Regions from separate parts of the Dromaius novaehollandiae genome. Here region 2 is linked to region 1. The links are chromatin contacts, called in public Hi-C maps. All regions are on one chromosome and are shown on one strand. The core of a region is the stretch at or near the end of the contact, and the rest is flanking DNA. Distances in the headings are between cores, read along the strand shown.

Region 1 (7,316 bases), core at 1,828-4,327:
GATGGGTCCACATCGGTCAGTGGCATTTTCAGAGGGTAAACTGTGAAGAAGAAGATATTATGAATTCTACTGAAGACAAGAGTAAAATGCAGTAAGTATCCAAGAACAGAATAATTTTCCATCAGTAGGCTTGTTGGAGCAGGTGCTTTCAGTTAATGAAGTTTTCCTACAGATTTGCTTTGCTTGTGGATACAGCAGCAAACTCCACCTCTGATTAATGTGCTTGAAAGGAATACTTTCCTATCTGCTCTTAAACAAGTAATGAAAAAGAAAGAAAGAAAAAAGAGGCAGACTGCCAGCCTAGAATAATCCAGGGCAATATTAAACTGTACTCTAGAATAGATTAGCCATTTGTGTATTAAAAATATCCAATTCCCCTCCCCTTTAAACCAGTCAACAGAAGTAGAGGCCTCTTTCGCAGCCTTAGCTTGCCCATGGAAAATGAAAACAGGGGAAAGCTAAATTTTGCCATGCTGCTCAGCCTGCTTGAAAAGCAAGTCCTTTGTTTACATGCCTAAATGTGGATCTGGGAGCCTAAGTGTCAACTTCCATTGTTTTAAAACTTGGCTTTGATTTTTTTCCATAAAGAAGCAGTGCTGTAAGTGCCTAAGTATTTTTTTTTTCCACAACTGATATTATATGAGATGGGAAAGCTATTCTGGGTAGGAAGTTATTTTTAAACATACATTATTCTTTCTCAGAATCAGACTATAAGTTTCTGTCTACTTTTAATTGCTTTACAAAGTAAATTGAGTGCCTCTAGTTATATAATTAATATCCACATTTATCCCTATGTTGAGCCATTTACAGCTAAATTCATTTTTTAAGACTGGCTAGGAGTTCAGAAATGTTTTTACTCTCTGCTGAACTTTGTAAAATATCCAGAGTTTTTCCAGTGCAGGACTCTGACAGTACAGAGAAATATGTACTGTAACTGAGACAAGTAGAGAATGGAGCTGCTATCATGGCGCTTGAACCATGGGCTAAGCAAACATTAACAAATGGGCTAAGCAGACCTGTCCTCCCATACACTACTACATTCATATTCAACAGCAAAATGACATCACAACTGTACTATGTATTTTTTGCTTGAAATAAATAAAAATAAAGTAGAAATTTAAACATTAGACCTTTAAATTGTAGGCACTGTGGTATCTAAATCTAATTAAGAGTTAGTTTTTAAAAGGCACAACTTTTTAAATTGACTTCAACACAATTTTAAGTGTTTGATAACCCTTCCAGAAAAACTTTATTTTAAAGATGCTGTGATTCTCTGAATGTTTTACAACCTTTTGCAGAGTGCCTTTTAAAGATAACATGCTGCTTAATGAGGAGAAAAATGTCAGCTTTACGGTTTCCAATAGCTCCCTCTCGTGGTCCTTTGCTCATACTTCATCCTCTTCAGTGAGCAATGAAACATTCTAGTTTCATCTCAGGTTGAAACATCAGTGATGTAAACCCAAGACAACTGATCACAAAGTACAGGTGAAAACTCCCCTTCCTTCCAGTACAACAATTCTGCTATCCATTATGCTGAGCTTAAAAATATGGCGTTTCATAGGCTTCATTTGGCAGTATTGTTACTAATAAAAATATAAATGTTTATAAGGTTTATCTTTTCTCAGGACTGACACTCTCGAGCTCCACTGTTTTGCTGAAATAAAGTTCAGTTACCTTGTCTAAGATGCTGAAAGGTTTCCTGTTAAGACACTGTCCATGCATATTAATATCCTGAAGAAAGGCCTAAAAGCTTCTATCATTTTCCTAACTATACCTTTTCATCTGGATAAAAGGTCTTGCCTCCACCTGGTCTTTCTGCCAGTTCCTTAGGACATCTATCCCCAGATACACCTTCCCAGGACACCTTCTTGGAGACACGGCAGGGAGCTAAGGCACAGTCAGGGAAGAGTGTTTCCCTTCTTGTCTGTAATATGTTGGGCAGATGTACTGCTGCAATCTTTAAATGAGTAAGGTCACTTTACTGGAAAGACTCTGAGAATGGGATTCACCTGGATGAATATTGAGGTCTACTTCTAGATTCTCATCTCAGCTAGATGCCTTTCTAGCAAACAATTTATCCCATCAGGGAGATCTGTGGAATAAGCTAGATGGAGCATGTTCCAAAAAGGCACCAAGCTGTTCACCAACTATAAAGATAATTAGGACTGGAGATCTCTAAAGTTAGGTTAAATGAATCATGTTCCAAATATGGCCTCTTGGGGCTCTTTGCTAGCTATGCTGCCCTTCTTCTTTGGCCCTACAGGGCCCATCTGTCCTACTTTATAAAGTCGACGGAGCCGCTATGGTTAGACAATTAACATCTAACTTGGGCTGACCACCAGGGTCATTTAATGCTAAATTTATTTCATATGATTGATCAGGAAACTGGATTATATTTGATCCTTACTGAACTTCATGAAACACCCTGAAATCCAAACATCATGTGTTAAATTAATGGATGGACTGAAGTGAAGCCGAGGCAAGTTAACCGAGTACTGCCACAGACTGCTTCCTAGCTAGCTCATTAAAAAATAGCTAGCAGATCTTGATGCTTCACTGCAGTCTGCAGCATAGACATATTTTACTTGTCTTGCCTATGGTAACTCAAAAGGTCTAAGGTGGAGCAGAAAGTTAAATCAGGTCTTCTGAGTCCCAAGCTAGTGATTGAACTAACAGATGGCTTTCTGTCCTAGAAAATATGTATCAGCAATGTGTGTGTGAGGAAAGACACTGGCTCGCTGCCTGTCTTACTCTGATAGCAATTACCAGCCAGACAGAATGAACCAAGCTCACTACTTGCAAATGAAGTGCATTAAATCTGTGTTGCTTATGCCTTGCTCTGCAATTAAGTGTCCTGCTCTTTGCAAATGTAGGATTTTGTACCAAATGGCTCTAATATATCACTAAACAGGTAGTTTAACTAAACAACTGAAGTTCTTCAGTGAGCTATTTCCTTTAGATCATGGATAAGAGGTCACAGTCACACCAGTTTCTCATCACATCTCCAGCTATTACAGCGCTAGAGTGACCATAAAATGCCATGAGAAGCCCAGAAGTGTGCACATGCTGATGGGCCAGCTGGCTGCTGCTACACAGCGTATGCAACAGCTGCATTGTAAATGCGTTTCCCTCCCTGAAAGCGCTAATCTGGTGCTATTTTCACACTTATTTCCATGAAACTTAGAGGAACACAATGCATTTTGAAACTCTAGTTCCTCTTTCAAATTTGACCAGTACTAACAGGTTCATAAGTTTTTAGCAAGAGAATGAACTGACAGGGCGTTCACATAGCCCTTGTTTCCTCAGGCATGGCTGAAGGGGAATCTAGACTGGAATCTAGGCTGAAATTTTCTTATACAGTTAAATCAGTAAAATAGGATAGAAACTGCTTTGTAGTTTCTTCCACATGAGAGATCACTAGGGTAGTCATTTTTTGCTTTGCAACAAGATAGTTGCATACATAAATCCTAATTTAAACAGAGTTCTCATCCACGGTAATGGATTATTAGAAATGTGTCTTGCTGGCATATAGCTAGGCCTCATGCTCCAAATTCTCTGCATGAGAATGCCCTCCGAGTGAGTTTTCCTACTTACCAAAGACAAGTCACACAGGTAAAGTTACTTGTGTATAAGGGTTCTTATGATTGCTGGGGTGAGCTAAATGGATGCACAATTATATGATTAAATACAACATTTTTTACTAACTACGTATAATTTTGGCTGTCACTCAGAATTCAATTGCATTAGATGATTCAATAAATGACTAAGGTAGTGTCGGATGTGTCCTACACAGACCTCAGGGAATACTGCAAGTACTGAGCTAAATCACGTAACTTATTTCAGACAAAACTGAACTAATCTATAAAGTTCTATATGAAGAGAACTAATCAATATTAATCTTTTACACTGTTTGACATCTCCTTATATTTGCTTGTGTTTTCAATCATTATTACAGATTTACAAACAAATGCTATCTGTGTGTGTATGTGCTAAGTTTCTCTAGGTGTGCATGGGCACACTCAGTCATCCTTTCAGCCTGTATTAAAAAAAGCGAGCACACTCAGGGCTGTGTCCCCTGAATGATCCAGTCTGGTTTTGCAGAGCTAGTTGTTAAAGTAGTCTTTTCCAATCTAGCCATTAAACATTGCTTCCAATAAGCTTTTCTCTGTCCTGGTGCTGTAACTCTCCTAGAAGCCATACCAGCTGTGTTCAGCCTAGCAAGCTAGTTTCTACTTTCTCATCTCCTTCCCAGTCCAGCTTCAACCTCTGGATCTTATCATCAATTTAGCAGCAGAGGGTATATACATACTTGGATTACTAATACACAGAACAGGTACAGCACAGTGCATTATCATGACCTGATCTATTTCTAACAAAATGCACTAATACGTGCCTGTGGATGTGAGGAGAGTGGGAAAAATATTTCCTTCTCTTTCCTATCTGTATGCATACACAAGTGAACACATATGTGATGAATCTGATTTTTTTTTTTTTTTTTTTGAAAATCTGCACTAAGATATTCAGACATAGGTATATCCAAATGGAGGTCAAAGTAGACCAATATATACAACTCTTTAAATCTGCATACCAGCACTTTTCAGGCACAAGTCACGGGACAAATGGATAAGAACAGACATATAAATACATTTTATATAGATACATATGTAGCTATTATATCTATAGATAAAATAGATAAGAACAGATAGAACAAATATCAAAACATCTATGTTTTCACTTTGACCACAGAGTATGTAATGTCTAGGTGCAGAATGGGACAGACACTAGTATAACAGAAGCTCTGAAAATTCTTCACAAGATAGAGCCAGCAACATACTCCTCCATCACCCCAAACGAAAGAATTATTTTGTGCAAATCTGTTCAGTCACTGATTGCTTACTATGCAATACATTGGACCAAAATCACTGTCAAGGAATCACAGACAAATTCCACACAGGCCTTATTGAAGACAAGTGATCTAAGCTGGATCTGAATGCGCAGTTTAGGCATTAGAAGCAGTCCAGCCCATTACCAGCCCAAACTCAGCTTTATTCTTCAATAGCAGGTATGCAGTCAAGGGACTGGGAAGGCACACTGATGCGTAAAGCACTTGTCTCATTGAGTTCTGTCTTGCTTGCTTAAAACTGCGATTTCTCCAGATCCTCAGCAGGATCCATCCTGCTTTGTACCATTATAAGGAATGTGCACAGAGCCAGCTGTCCATTGCCTCTTTTTCTCCAGCTATCGCCCTTCCTTTGTCCAGCTGAAGAAGGAAGATGTGAGCCTTTGTTTTTAATATGACTAAACTCAGGCTCAAATCCTGCTTGCTGTTATTCTGGAGCAAATCCAGAATGACTCCAGATTTACAGTGCTACAAGTGAGAACTAACTTATGCCCTGAAAATTCATTTAAAAATCTTTCAGACACCTAAGCAGATGAATAAATCAAGCACAGATTCTCAGGTCAACCTCTACCAGAAGGAAACTCTCATCTGACTTACGGTAGAAGTAAGATGCTATGGTAGCAGCTAACAATAGAAAGGGAGAGACAGTAAGGGAGGGGAATACTTCTCCTTACCAAACTCACTTGATTTAATAGAAGGAATGTGCAATTAATGATGGCTTTGAGTGATACCTGTATGTTTTATAGGTTTATAAATTGGTTGTAGTAAAATCTTATACATCCTATATCACTAGGTATTGTTTCAGCCTATTACAGGAGATATCTATCTAGAGTTGACTGAATTGTATTAATCTGATCCTAGTTTAATGATGCCTTAACATTTTTATGGGAGAATTTAATGTTTGCAATATCCATGTTCCTTATTTGAAAGTGTGACTTATAGGTTCTCATCTTCCTTAAATTATGAAATCCTTCAGCTAATAAAGGAAAATGATTATGGTTTGCAAAAAAGGCAAAGTCATTTAACAATCCATATAACTGTCTATTGTAGGTCTTTGCATAATAATTGTAATTTAGCTATTAGGACTTCTAAAGGCAGTTATCAGTCATATGCTGCAATTCTGAGGAATAAGGGAAAACTTCAAATTATTTAAGGGCTTTGTACTTGGAAAAGGGAGAAAAAAAATACACCAGAAATCAATAATACATTTAGTGGTGAAAAAAAAATGGTTCTCCTGAAATAACCAGTTGTTGATGGCAATTTTTCTAATTATCCAATATTAAAATTTTCAGCTTTCCACCTTTTCACAGCTGCAAAATGATCTTCCCGTTTTACAAGTACTTGTGTGAGCACAGAGGTAAAAGGAAAGATTCGAAAGGAGAGATGAGTCTAAGTTACTGAACTCAAACAGGGATTTCGGAAATGCCAAAGGTAGCTTCTATGAAACTCCTCAGGCACTTCCAAGGTGATGTTAGCTAGTCTAATGCCAAGTTAGGAATAGAACCTGCAATTCTTGATGCCCCAGATTTTCCATGTTTGCCCTTGATACATGAAAAGAGGTGACCAAGAGAAATCAGATGGGCTGTAGCCCTAAAGAATATTTATTTTGCAATTTGAGATGACTATTGTAAGTTGACTTCGTACATATAGCATGTCTTGGCTATTTCTTTCACTAATGAGGAAGCTGTACACTTGAATCTTGCTTAGCTAGCTCCACATGCCTTCATATTTCAGGCAGTACGGCACAGTTTCTGCAGCTGTAAGATTCTCCCTTAAGATCCTTCTCCCACCTATTCTCAGTAGGAGGGGTACCAGGGAGGTGGCCACCTCAGTCCCAGGAAAGACTACGTAGCAAGTCTCACTGGAAGCCATTTCCAAGCACATGAAAAATAAGCAGGTTACTAGGAACAAAGCTAAATTTTTCTTGAACCTGATTGCTTTCTGTGCTGTGTCTACATGGATGCAGGAAGCACAACACACACAAATTACCAGGACCTTTGACACAATCTCTCTTAGCACACTGGTAGCTGAATTGGAAAGACGGACTGGATGGGAGGACTACAAGGAGGCTGGGAAATTGGCCGGATGGTCAGCCTAAAAGGGTAGTGATCAATGGTTCAAAGTCTAACTGCGACTGGTTTCTACTGACATTCCTCAGGGGCTGATACTGGGACTGATGCTATTTAACATCTTCATTGACAACGCCAACAACAGGACAGAACACACCCTCAGCAAGTTTGCAATGACACCAAACTGGGGGCAAGGACTGAGAAACTGTGGGGCTGCCATTCAGAGGGACCTAGACAACCTGGAGGATATGCCAACAGGAACCTTATGAATTTCAATAAAACAAATGTGAAGTCCTGCATCAGTACAGGCTAGGGACTAAGTATACTAGAGAGGAATTCTGCAGAAA
Region 2 (7,316 bases), core at 1,329-3,828, 98 kb before region 1:
CTTAAATAATGCAATATTTCTGAATTTTCCCTAATTCCTGTGCCTAGGTAGCTTCTTGCATCTTACTTTCTATTTTAATTTTACCATCATAATTGTTCACAGTATGATTGAAACACTTGCTTTGAGTATAAAAAAAAATGGCTTTTACAAAAATTAGTCAGTGGGTGTATATACAATTTCTAAACCAACTGAACAGCATTCTTTATATGCAATTCAGAAAATAAAGCATCTGCTGAGATAGCTAATTTGACTGCATACTTAGGTTGCCTATGCATGCCAGCAAAGCATTCATTATTGTTTTCATTAAAACCTTACCTGCAGCATGAAAGCCAACAATAATTTACTTGAGTTTTCACATAAATAATGCAAAGGTACTGCTTACCTGCAATAATACATATTTCTGCAAACTGCTATGTGAAATTAAGATCACAGCAGCCCTCCACCATGATTGGACAGGCCCTGGAATCAGTCGCTGGCAAACAGGTATCTGCTGTGCCCATAATGTAGTACTTCATCTATCACTGCAAAGTACCTTCCCCAGCAATGGTACCTGCACAGATGATTCTTATAATAATAACTACTCTCTTGTGACAGGTCCTGTGCTAGCCTGCACTTGGTGTTGGTAATAATGCTTTTGTATTTATGAACCAGGGGAGCAGTAAGGAAGACCCTGTTTACTGGACCTGGACTGGTTAGGTGCACCCAAAGCAGCTAGGTGATATGCTCACAACACAGCAGTTCTGCAGCTCTAAACATACACACTACAAAATGACACCAGAAGTACTGATAACGTTGTAGCAGCCATGGCTTTGATTTGTGTTCCACCTTGCATCACTCTGGGCAGCCCAGCTAACCCTTACCCTGCTTCTGCCCCTCTGGCCTCCACTCCTTGCTTTGTCTTCCTCTAGTGCAGGAATAAAATGGTGCTGAGCAGGAAGCCTGAAGTCAGCAGCATGATGCTTCCACATGAGAAGCATCAGAGGGGATGAATCAGAGGGCAGCCTGTGAGGCCTAGGCAGGGAGGGCAAAAATAGAAAATTGTGCTACAGCAGGGATATTTTAGGGGAAAATGAGGAGAAGGAATTGGTATCTGCAGTGTTACTTTGCACAGTAATCTCTGTGGTTTGCTGATGCCTTCCAGGGACAAGTCCCCAGCTCACAGCAAGACCAGATCATGTGGGAAGCAATGAGTTAGTAAAGGAGGAGAGGCAAAAGCAACAATGTTCTTCCCACTCAAAAGCCCTTGAAACTCCTTATCCAAAAGGTTCACTAGTTTTTACACAGATAGCAATTTCCTGATACCTTTTTTTTGAGGGGGGGAAGGGGGATAACTACTACAGAAGAAACAAATGGTACCACCCATCACTATGGCCCATGAACAGCTAAAACCACCATGTGCTGATGACACGAATGCAGGCAGGGATAAAGAGACATATTCCACCACAGCTGCTGGAGAAAATGAAACGGGGGAAGCTTTCAGATTAGGTATTTTCCTTACACTTGACACTGATCTCCTGTCACCCCTGCACCACTAGACTATGTCTAGTTCATTTCACTCTCATTTAAGGTTCATTTGCAAAATAAGGTTTAGTAGAAAGTTTAGATTGAATGCTACGACCCTCTTACAAAGAGACATGTCACAAGTAGCATAACCATCTTCTCTCTTTCCCAAGCAAGTACTAAACTTACCAGATCAATCTGATCCCAAGTCTGGAAACACCACACTGCTCCATCCAGTGCTGGTGGCATCTCTGCAGGAGCTGTACTGGTGCAGAGCTCTGAGTTGGGACACCTGACTGGAAACCTACAGTGTTAAGGTCGAACATGAGCTTGGGATAAGCATAAAAGCAAAGAAATACAGAATTCACTGTAATTTTGGTTCCATGATTATTTATTTATTTATTTATCTTGAAGGAGAAATGGGAAGGAGAGTTTCAGAATACTCAGAATGGTAAACAGCTCAATCTGATGCCATAGCTGGAGAACTGAAATAAATAAATAAATAAATAAACAAAATCAAGAGAATTTGAATACACCTCACATGCAGGTGCTGAGGTGTCACCTTGGAAGGTTGTATATTGTCCTCCAGAACATGGCCTAAAATAAAATATCATATTGTACCACAATAATGTGCCCTTCCTTTGAGGCCTAGTGTCACAACATGTTACAAACAACTGCCATTTGCAACAGAAAGCAAGGCCATGGCAAAATCCTGGTAACATGAGCTACAAAATGGAGTTGTTCCCTGCCAATGATATCACTAATATGTATTTGTCCAAATGTCATAACCTGCATGACTACAAATGTTAATGTTACCGTGACTGTAAATATACACACAGCCAGAAGAGCTCTGTACTGGAATTTGAGAACATAAGCATGGTTTTATCTTCGGATCAAAATAAACTTCATCCACAAAACGCGTTGAACATCTGCACTTACCTCAGACTGCCTCGATTAACTGTGTCATGTCTACATTACAGCTGCAAGCACAGGATAATCCAGATGGCCTAGACAGAGGCTGGAGCCCACTTACAATAATATATTGTCCACGTCCTTTACCACTGCAAATTAGAAATAGATATCTCATTCTTCACTTGGTTGATCTACTTTTATATCCTTGATTCAAGTAGAGTTATGAAAACTTTGTGTTTGCTATCAGGTTATAAAGAAACCTATTTTAACTAAGATATGCTTTTCTTAGATGTAAATGCATATGCAAACCAGAAAGAGCTTTGATATTGAGATTTTTTCCCCCTGAGGTTCAAGCATTTTATCATTTTAATAATTTTCCATTTTCCTATTGCATTCACTTCCAAAACATCTTTTGTATTAGCTCCGAGTATTATAATTCCCTCAAAATTCCTCTGGAGGGCACTATTACCATAACTATGCAATTAGCTACAGATGGATGTAATAGAGATGAACACTAAACAGGCTTGTTGGCAGGAGGCAGAATGTCTTTTAACCAAGACGGCTTCTTTATCGCTGCCTACATTTTTACTCTGCTTTAGTGGATAAGAGGAATCCTAGCTACAAAGAGAATCAGAATTTAGAAATTATTATTGAAGAGGTTTGTCCCAGAAAAGGCATTTTTTTTCTTCAGTCAGTATCTTCCTTAGCATGTACTAGAATTCGATACATCCCTCAAAGACTTTTTGTGAAAATGATACTTCCAAGGTACAGCCTGACTTACCAGACTTTGAGAGCTGGGAAGGGATGGGAGAACCTGTTCTCTCTCAGACAGACTCTTCCTGTTCTCTGTCCTCACTCCTCTAGCCCTGAAGCTGGACCAGTCTCTGGGAGACCTTCCTCCATGCTCCTCGCATGCACCTCAGCTGCCCTGTCCCACAGTGTAGGGCAAAGCAAACTACTCCTCCAGAATTAGAAGTTTGCCCAGCTCAGTTGCATAGAGGGAAGGATATTTCAGAGAGAGGAAAGAGATTGTAACATAGCAGGGTTTCTTACGAGCTGTGTGGTTTCAAGAACCAAGGAGGAAATCAGAAATGAACCTTACTGCTCAATGGAAAAGCCTTGTTAGGAAACAGGATAAACTCGTGACGGTTTGGAGACATCAACTTTAAAGTGAATGTGTGTGTCTAATCCTGTTGCCCTCTTGTGATCGTGCATTATATTACACGATAATCATTTTTATCTGAGGGGCCTCTGGACTCTTGTAGGGTAACATGGTTGACTGCAACCCTTGGAGAGTTCAGATTTTGAGGGTTCTTTTTTCCCTTGCATCTCCTGGGAAACATCATAATTAAGAGCAAAAATTATTTTCTTTTCCTTCTATGATCTGCACATTGTGTTTTTTCATCTCTTTTCCAATTAGACTAAAAATTGCTTCAGTAGGTACAATATTTGCCTGTGAGTTTCTATAGGAAGTAGCATAGCAAGGTTATAATACTGACGGGGGTCTTGGGATCATATATCATACAGAAGAAAATGGCATTGACATAATGGGTTCTAAATTAGGTCATCAAGCAAAGAAAGTAAGTAAGAGGGAAGGATATATTTCATTCATGGCAAGGATTATATATAACATAAACTGATTACGTTCCCAAAGAAGAATCAGCACATACAACTAGAATAAAAACTGCCAGAATAAAAACTGACAGAGGTTTTGAATTAACTTCTTTTGAACTTAACTTTGGATTTGCACTGGTATTTTCCCTAGTAAAAATACTCCTCACTGATCCCTTACCCATTTCACCTTGAATTCTCTGCTCCTAATCATCACCTAATGCAAAGTCAGTCTCCACACGTGTGCTGTATTTCAGAATCTTTCCTTGCTCCTGACACCTGCATTGCCACACTGTGAATACTGAATTCTCACAGCTTCTCCTCCTAATCACTAGCCTTCAATAGCACTTGAAGCATTTTGTTTTAGAAGAAAAGATTTTTTAAAACATGAAAAGGAATGACATGAACTTTTCAAATAGATGTAAGAGGGAAAAAGAAATGATAGGTCAGATTTTGGGTACACCAACCTTGACACTGTCCTTTTAAAGCACTCCCCAGGCAGCTTTAACTTTCGCAACCAGCACTCAAGCAGCCGCTCACCCTAGGGCCCAGTCAGCTTGGCAGGATGACAGAGGTCAGCATTTCACACGAATGAACAATTTCTCCAATATACAAGGCAGGCATTTAGCTCTCTCTTTCTTTTCACATGTCCTTTAAAGTTTAAACCGAGAGTATCATAGGTACTATGCGCAATGCAATGAAAATCCCTCTTTCTATTAACCCTTTGAACCCTTATGATGAGAAGTGATATCCTGACAATTTTAAACTGAGGGACAGAAGCCACACAAGGGCTCTCTTTTCTCTCCTCCAGCCCTCCACACCAGCTCCTTTTTCTTACATACTTTCCCTCTCAAACAAGTCCCCTGCCACCCCTCTAACTCGATCACAGAATATAAGAAAATCTTGCTGTTCTTGCAGAATACTCAAAGTGTGCATGTGACAGGGGCAGTATTTTGACCAAATCCCCTTTTTGGATTAATACATTCCTTTCTACTTTGGATGCAATTGGGTTAGAGTGGTACGTATTTCACTTCGATGCAAAATATTTTTAGGTGGGGGAGGGAACCTCTAACAATGAAGCTGTTCACAAAAACATGCAAAACTTGCCCAAGAAAAGTGACTTCAGTAAAACAAAGTCTTTTTAGTGAGTCCTAATCAAAGAAGTAGGCTGTGTGCATGGATTTTCATAACCTCAAAGGGGTTAGGCTTAAATGATCACAAACGTTCACAGGCATGGAAGCTCAATTATCCACCCAAATCATTTGCACAATTCTGAAAATACATCTGTGTGACTTTGGTTCAAGTTCACTGCCTTTCTGCTTCCCAAGCTCCTTGGGAAGGACACAGCAAGTAGAGGGCAAGATAAGAGAAACCCTCACTGTCTGCTGTACTGTTTCGTAGTCAGTGAATTTCAGTGTTCTGAAATTTCAAAGCTCAGATCAGATTTCTCTGGGGTTGGCTGGGGTTCATCTTTAATCCCATGTGTAATTTTATGAAAAAAAGTCTCTTTCACAAATAGTCTCTAGGTTTAAAACCAGTGTCTGGTTTTATTAAACATAAAATAACTAGTAAGATTAGATTAAGACAGATTAGTTAACTTAGATTAAGAAGGCTAAAATCACAGTAGAAGTGAAGTGTACAATTTACTAACTGCTTTACATATAGAAGGCTTTATGTTGCTAAAAGATAATGTTTTGGGCCCCAAAGCCTCATGCTGCTCTGTGCCATTAACACAGCAGAAATAATTGGGAGTGCAAGATACCTTCTATGCCCTCTGAGCTCCAAACTAGTGCAAGGGCCATTACGGTGTCTCCTTTTCTACCCCAAACTACCTTTAATCAGGGAGAATCCAGGAAGGGCTAAGCGACCTGAATTTATGACAAGAGTTTCTTAGACATTTCTTTAGGCACATATACCAAATGAAGAAACCTAGAATTGCAGATGGGGCCTCCTAACTAAACAACAGAGAAGCTTAAGCCATCCTGATGCTGAGAAGTCTACAGAGTGCCTATGGACAGTGAAGAAAGCTGTCTTGCACAGCAGCTTTTTGATTCAAGCTTTTTTTTTTTTTTTTTTTTTAATTGCTCTTTACCTCCTCTGACACTACCTGCTCCAATGAACAGCTAAAGTTCAGTTACCACTTTTCTCAGGCTCATTTTGTTGAACCCTTATGTTATACCACTGAAATACTTGGGCAAGGCAAGAGAAAGATCCTTTTGCAGCTAAACATAGCTTATTGAAAGGTAACTGTGGTACTAAAATAAGGCTCCCTTTTAGAAATATTCTTTTGTTTTTTCTCTTTTTTTGAGTGATACATTTTTTAGAAAGTTTGCAGAAAGAAGGGTGGTCTTTAAGGGCCGTTGTTCCTCCATTTGCAAGAAGGCAAAGCTTGTGAGCCATCCAGATCTCTGAGGGCTGAGCTTCCAGTAGAAATCTCTGAAGCCTGGCCTGAAGAGGATGTTGCTTCAGTAAATTCAATTTTCCAAGATATTAAGAACTGAGAAAGTAGAATAGATGTCAGGTGCTCAAGGTGGAATTCTAGCCCCATTGGAGGTTAACGGGGCTTTTTGCCACAGACTTCAGGTCTTCACCTCGCCTTAGACAGCAGAGCAGAAATGCAGAGATAAATCTTATACAAGATTTAAACATTTATTGTGTAAGGATGTGTTTGGCAGTAAAATGTGAATAATGATGCTGACCTTGCCTGTAAAGCTCTTTGTAAGGTGTGGAAGAAAAGCACCATATAAGAGTATGGTATTAGGGATATTCCACTGCAAGACTAAAAGAATCAAGACTATTTTTAAAAATTGCTATTTTCAGGGTATTACATCTTTGAAGGGCTAGTACTGAAGCAATGCTACTTTTGCTATTCAAATCTATTCTGGAGAGGAAAAATAAGCCTTCTGAACAAACTATGGATTTTCATATTCCTTCTAAGTTGGAAGGCAATTGAGTTATGAAAGATAGTCCTAATCCTTGACAATTGCATTCTGTCACATCCTAAACATGATGTTTTCCTCAGCAGAGGCATAGCATGAGAGCAGAAGAAAAACATTTTTATATAATATAAAAGAACTAAGAACTCCCACAGCCAAATGGGCAAAAAGCCACTGGAACTGGAGACTCAGGATCTAAATACTTTCTTCACCCCCCACTCTGCCATGGGCCTTTTGTGTGATCTGAGTAAGTCAAATCCCATCTCTACATTTCCTTTTGGCTTGCCTACCTCTCGCTTTATAGGTAGGGAGGGTTTTTAATAAAGATTCATCTCTAAAAGTTCCTGAAAACCTGTC

The links. Hi-C and Micro-C count contacts between places; a contact is called where the count stands out from the background.
Region 2: a Hi-C map of ovary shows a contact between it and region 1, with 3 times the contacts expected there. The contact joins the promoter of PIK3C2G here to the enhancer-like site in region 1. A contact is called at or near these places in 3 of 4 Hi-C or Micro-C datasets (brain, liver and ovary).

Annotation. Positions count from the first base shown.
Region 1 is chr1:68,023,607-68,030,922 of bDroNov1.hap1, reverse strand. No RefSeq gene overlaps it. Among named protein-coding and RNA genes, the nearest start is that of RERGL, 14 kb to the left of the region's middle. Within about 2 kb of position 3,077, at least 1 of the 2 cell types and tissues checked has open chromatin away from gene starts, as enhancers often do.
Region 2 is chr1:68,120,971-68,128,286 of bDroNov1.hap1, reverse strand. PIK3C2G (phosphatidylinositol-4-phosphate 3-kinase catalytic subunit type 2 gamma) reads right to left here and starts at 2,578. Exons shown (of 36, transcript XM_064515654.1): 1 at 2,440-2,578; 2 at 1,690-1,804.